Regions from separate parts of the Xenopus tropicalis genome. Here region 1 is linked to region 2. Evidence: chromatin contacts called from public Hi-C data. All regions are on one chromosome and are shown on one strand. The core of a region is the stretch at or near the end of the contact, and the rest is flanking DNA. Distances in the headings are between cores, read along the strand shown. Region 1 overlaps ccdc30 (coiled-coil domain-containing protein 30). Region 2 holds the start of ppih (peptidylprolyl isomerase H).

Region 1 (2,800 bases), core at 262-2,761, 54 kb after region 2:
TGAGCCCCAGGTGGCTGCCTTGGAGGCATCCCATACCATTCCAAGTGGGGCAGACCCTGAGTCTATTTACTAGTGCTCCTTGTATGCCTTTTAAGTAATATATATCAAGCTGTTTGAGCCGCAAGCGCCACAACTTAAAATAGGAGTTGAAGGGGGGAGTGGTCCAATAAGGATTAAGGTAAGTATGACATTATTTTAACTAATGGAACTAACTAACTGCAAACTCCATTTGAGACATTTTTTGAGCATATATTAGTAATAAAAGAAAGGTGTGTAATATTGCATCCCATGTCATTCCTGTGCAATTTATGGTGCAACTGTCATAAAATGGTGTGCCAAAACCATAACAGTTTGAGCAACATATTTTATTTAATTTTTCAGTGCAACAGAAAGACACTTATGTAATGATCTACTCATAACTGCACATATGGACATATTTATATTTTACTGTAGAACAATACATAATGCTTGCGGAACATGTATTCTGCTGTAAGGATGTACATTCTGGGAATAGCTATATGTGCCTCCCCATGCCCCATCAGGCATAGGATAGTAAGTAGAGTAGAACTCTAAAAGACATAATTTGTTGTTGTATGGAAAATGGGGAAATGCAATGGGGTGCTTGCCATCATCTATGCTAGCCAATACCTTCTGCTGCTCTGTTATGTAGTTTTAATAAGTATATTACTGTATAACAGGCAGTAACATTACATTGTGCTGCTTACCATTTTCTTTAACCATTTTCTGTTCTTCCCTAAGCCCATAATTTTCCTGTTGTTTCTTCTGTAAAATGTGCTCTAAAAAAACAAATAAATACATTTTGCCCCTGGGACAAATTATTTTATTTTTTAATTATTTTATATTTACATGCTAGGAAAAAGAGAATTTAAGGGGGATATCTGAACCAAAACAATGTGCTTTCTTTTACATCACTCTGGGTGATGAACTTACAAAAGTACCAAATGATTATTGAACTGTACCATGATTATGGTGCAGACATTTTTGTAAATATATAGATTTTTCATAGGATACACTTAAAAATTACAGGCAATTAAACCCTATTTTCCTATACAACGAGATTATTTTACATACAATAATTACCAAGCTCAGTTATTTCCTTCTTTTTAATTAGCAGCTCTTCGGTCAGTTTGCGGATCTCATCATGTGCCATCTGTAGCCTGTGAGATGCTTCTTCTAAATCTCTTTCCAAACCTTCCTTTTTTTTCTTTTCTTTAGCAACCTCTTCTTCAAATGTCTATAGTACAGACCAAGTAAGTCTACATTATCATGCTGGGTTTGTTGGTAAAGCAACTGTTTTTTGCAATGCCCAATATTCTAATTTCAAATTTAGAAGTTAAAGCAGTATTTGTTTTTTGCTTCTACTGGTTCAAAATCTAGCTGACACTGCAGGCTCAGAACAAGGGGTAGGCAGGAGGGGCAGTGCCCAGGGCACAGTGGTAGGTGGGAACTAGTCAAATGCCTCTTTGGTCACCTACCTCTAGTCCGAGCCCTTGATAGAGCTCGTTTACATGCTCATTCATTTGCGCATCACAAAAAGAGCACTCATGCATATGAACAAACAAGCACGCAAGTGCACGGATACAATGGTAAGGGTGCTAAACAAGTAAATCTGGGCCACCATATGGATCTAACAAGCTTCATTCACACTGCACATACTGTAAATGTTTTTTCTGGTTGTAACTGTGTCTACTACTTTCTTCAATAACAAAAAAAAATCTGCTCAAACACACTCCTTCCTGCTTCCTGTAGAATGTTTAAAGGAACAGTAACACCAAAAAATTCAAGTGTATAAAATAAATTCCAATATAATGTACTGCTGCTCTGCACTGGTACAAACTGTGTTTGCCTCAGAAACACTACTATGGTTTATATAAAGAATGCAGCTGTGTAGCCATGGGGGCAGCCATTCAAAGGAGAAAGGCACTTAGCAGATAACAGATAAAACACTATTGTATTCTACAGAGCTTATCCATTATCTGCTATGTAACCTGTGCCTTTTCTCCTTTTTTCCAGCTTGAATGGCTGCCCCCGGGGCTACACAGCAGCTTATTTATATAAACTATAGTAGAGTTACTGTAGCAAACATACAACTTTTACCAGTGCAGGGCAACAGTACATTATATTTCTTTTACTTTAAAACTCTTTAATTTTTTGGTGTTACTGTTCCTTTAAGTGATCACATCAGTCCCTGCCCAAAGTCAGTTTTAGAAGGCCTATTATTCACATATGTTTTCTACTGTGGAAGGAAACTGGTGTAGTCAGAGGGAAAAAAAATGATCCAGCTGCCCTTGACAGAATTCAGCCTAGAGCCTCAGTTCTAAAAGGCAGTGATGCTAAAGGTAAAGTATAATTTTCAAAATTCCCCGGCACTAAATATCCGAGAATAATCCATAGCTCTGCACTCCTTATTGACAATGGCTTAGTAAGTAAAGAATATGATAACTCTGAAAAAAAGGATATTAGGTCCTCAGCATAACAAAGCAGCAATTTATTAAAGTGTAAGTATCCCCTAAACACTGGCTGTGGCTGTTATGTTAGAATAAGCCACCGTTATTTATTAGTTTAGTTCACATAAAGCAGACAAAAAGTCCTGCAGGGGACACTAATTAACCTCCAAGTATGGCTGCTTGGGTGGGATGCAATAACTTTAAATTCAGGAGGGTGTTAAACACTTCTACTGTATCTGCCTGAAACAGACTGTGAAATATGATTAAGGAGTGATATGTTAGCAAAGAATGAATCACATTAGTAAAGACTGGCAGATTTAAAGGCTCAGGTT
Region 2 (2,759 bases), core at 194-2,693:
TGTTCGCGGGCGACTAATCTCCCCGAGTTGCCTTCCCCTGCCATCCCATCGGCGACAATGTAAGCCGGCGGTGGGATGGCAGACGCGGCGAGGCGATTTCGGCAAATCGCCGAAAAAGACTCGCAAGTCTTTTTCAGCGATTTGCGCGAAATCGCGCCGCCGCATCTGCCATCCCGCCGGCGACTTACATGTTCGCCGGTGGGATGGCAGGGGAAGGCAACTCGGGGAGATTAGTCGCCCGCGAACAGGGAGTTTTGCCGCGGGCGACTAATCTCCCCGTGTGCCAGAGCCCTTAGTCTTACTGATCTAGTGAGACTAAAATAATGACAGCAAACATCTGATTGGTTGCTTTGGGTTATGGGCAGTTGCAAACTTTGTCAGTGTTGCTATATAACTACTCCAGAGTTTTGACAGCAAAAGTCATGCAACTTCACCTGAAGTTCTCTGCAGTTTTTGGTACAATATCTGCAAAAAGTTCCACCTTCATCCGGCCCACCTCCTGAAAAAGTAAATGGACATTAAATTAGTTTTTTTTGTGAAAAGACAATTAGCACATTGGTATTACAGTCATCATACCCTTCATGTTTTCCCAGAATATATGCCTTTCTTCACAGTTACACACAAGCAAACTAATTTGAAGTTGAATAGCATAAAATATAGCAATTACAAAACTTTAAAAGCTTACAAAATTAGGCCACCCAATGTTTTTAATATTCTGTATAACTTTAATTTAAATAAATGCAGAATAAATAGGTATAGCAACAGTTTGCTTGAAAGAACAACTTTTTCAAAGACACGGAATGGACAAATTAGCCCTCATGTTGACACATTTTCCAAAATGTCTAGTTTCCATGTTGACTTTTTTCCATACATTCTAAGGATAATATTCAGAGCTTTCCAAGATGATCTTTTTTCCCCTAATTGGTTTGATCAGCCGTCTGGTGGCTTTACAAGTTTTGTTTTGGGCTCTCTTTTGGGGTTCACGCCCAGTCTTCCTTGGGGGCAGGGTTCATGAATTGGGATGCCATGAGAATTTTAGAGTTCATATTTAGGGATTTTCTCAGGGCTTAGAGTGCATGTTTAGGACCATCAGTAAAGTTTTAGGGTTTAGAGATCGGAAAGAACAGTGGGGCCCATACACGTGGAATACAATTTAAATACATAATAATTTCTGCTATGAATATAAAAATCTGTCCTTCAGTCACAGTACACACTTAGCCTTCTTGCTAATACTACACTACACCATGCAGCCCCATTTGCTCAGCTGCAGTTTGTAGGTGGTGTTGCATGGCGAGATTCTTCTCAGTACGTAAGTATGGAATCATCATTTAATGCAGGGCTTTCTCAATGTATTATACTTAACACCGCGTGTTACCTGCCCCCCGATACTGATATCGAAGAATACGATGGGATTGTTAGCGTTGGAAGCCGGTACCGCCATTTCTATCTGGGGCAAAACCGGAAGAGAAGAGGCGGCGCTTCAATCCCAGAAGCGGCTTGCTTGTAGGCTGTATGCGCAGGCGCAGTGCATTGTTTTACACGCTTTATTCGCATGAAGTTGGTGGGCGATGCGATATGCCTGCGCTTCTAACCTTGCAGGGGATTATGGGAGAGTGGCAATAGCAGTACGTTTACGCGTGACTAAACCTGATTTACTCATTGACATATAAGCAGTACAGAGGTTTAGTTTTGGATGGAGTGGAGTTGTAGCATTCACATGTTCCGTGCAATTAAATTTATTTCTGTTGAAGCTATCCATATCTGTAAATATCCATGCTGTCTGCCTTGCTCTCACATCAAGCAGTGCTAATACAAGCGCCTCAGCGCTCCACACCGGAAACGTCTTTTTTTTTAGTTCCTATTTCAATGTGGCCTGATCACAGCCGTGATGCTGTGTGGGCGAGAGTGCGTTTATAACAGAGCTCTGCTTCTGTGTGGGTGTATGTGTGTATTTATGCAGTAGGTAGAATTATGGTTACCTGTGGCTGCTGCACATAGGGAACACACCAAATCCCCTCTGTATTCTGTGAGGAGAAGGGAGGTTTTATTGTTTGTATATCACTTCCCATAAAATCTCCCTCTCCACTGGCAGCTTTGTTGCTGTTTGGCCTTCAAAACTATTCCATAAATTCAAAGTACAGGGAAATCAGGTTTCCCAAGAAACTGATATGGGTATGAAACCTGGGCCCTAACAAATAAATTGACTGGGGAATAAAGTATATCTAAAACCTAAAAAGTTAATATAAATTTGTCAGTGTCCTCTTCTAGTCACATTTGCATTTTACATCAATTATTTTTTAAAGCTTTTAATCTGCTTATAAACAGCGCCGCCTACTGGTCAGCTCTTACAACCATACAGCTGAGTGAGTATACATTGAGAAGGAAAACAGATAACTGTTCTGATGTTAAGGTCCCCATACACAAGGCGATTTCACTCGTTGTGCGACGAACTATTATATCGACAAACGATCGTATGGCGACCGGGTTTCCATACGATATGCCATCCACAGGCAACGATAATTTGCAATTTTTACAATCGTACATCTACGTACGATCCAATGTCGTGGCGGAAGCGGTATTTATTTATTTATGTTCGTTGACTTCCGCTGCTGGCAATCATGACATGCGCAGAGAACAATCGTTCGAAGACAAATGTCTGACACTCACACCAACTGGCAGATTTTATCATTAAACGACTAAAATTTTTAAACCTGGCCGATCGATTTTGGGGACAATAATGTCGGGTCGATTAGTGGGCC

The links. Hi-C and Micro-C count contacts between places; a contact is called where the count stands out from the background.
Region 1: a Hi-C map of brain shows a contact between it and region 2, with 1.6 times the contacts expected there. The contact joins the enhancer-like site here to the promoter of ppih in region 2. A contact is called at or near these places in 2 of 5 Hi-C or Micro-C datasets (brain and gastrula embryo).

What each region holds. Positions count from the first base shown.
Region 1 is chr7:94,814,335-94,817,134 of UCB_Xtro_10.0, forward strand. ccdc30 (coiled-coil domain-containing protein 30) reads right to left here. Exons shown (of 24, transcript XM_031905555.1): 8 at 1,102-1,255. Among named protein-coding and RNA genes, the nearest start is that of ccdc30, 14 kb to the right of the region's middle. Within about 2 kb of position 1,512, at least 3 of the 11 cell types and tissues checked have an H3K27ac peak or open chromatin away from gene starts, as enhancers often do. A contact at or near this core is called in gastrula embryo, where this site is marked.
Region 2 is chr7:94,760,228-94,762,986 of UCB_Xtro_10.0, forward strand. ppih (peptidylprolyl isomerase H) reads right to left here and starts at 1,444. Exons shown (of 10, transcript NM_204035.1): 1 at 1,376-1,444; 2 at 435-499. The coding sequence starts at 1,441.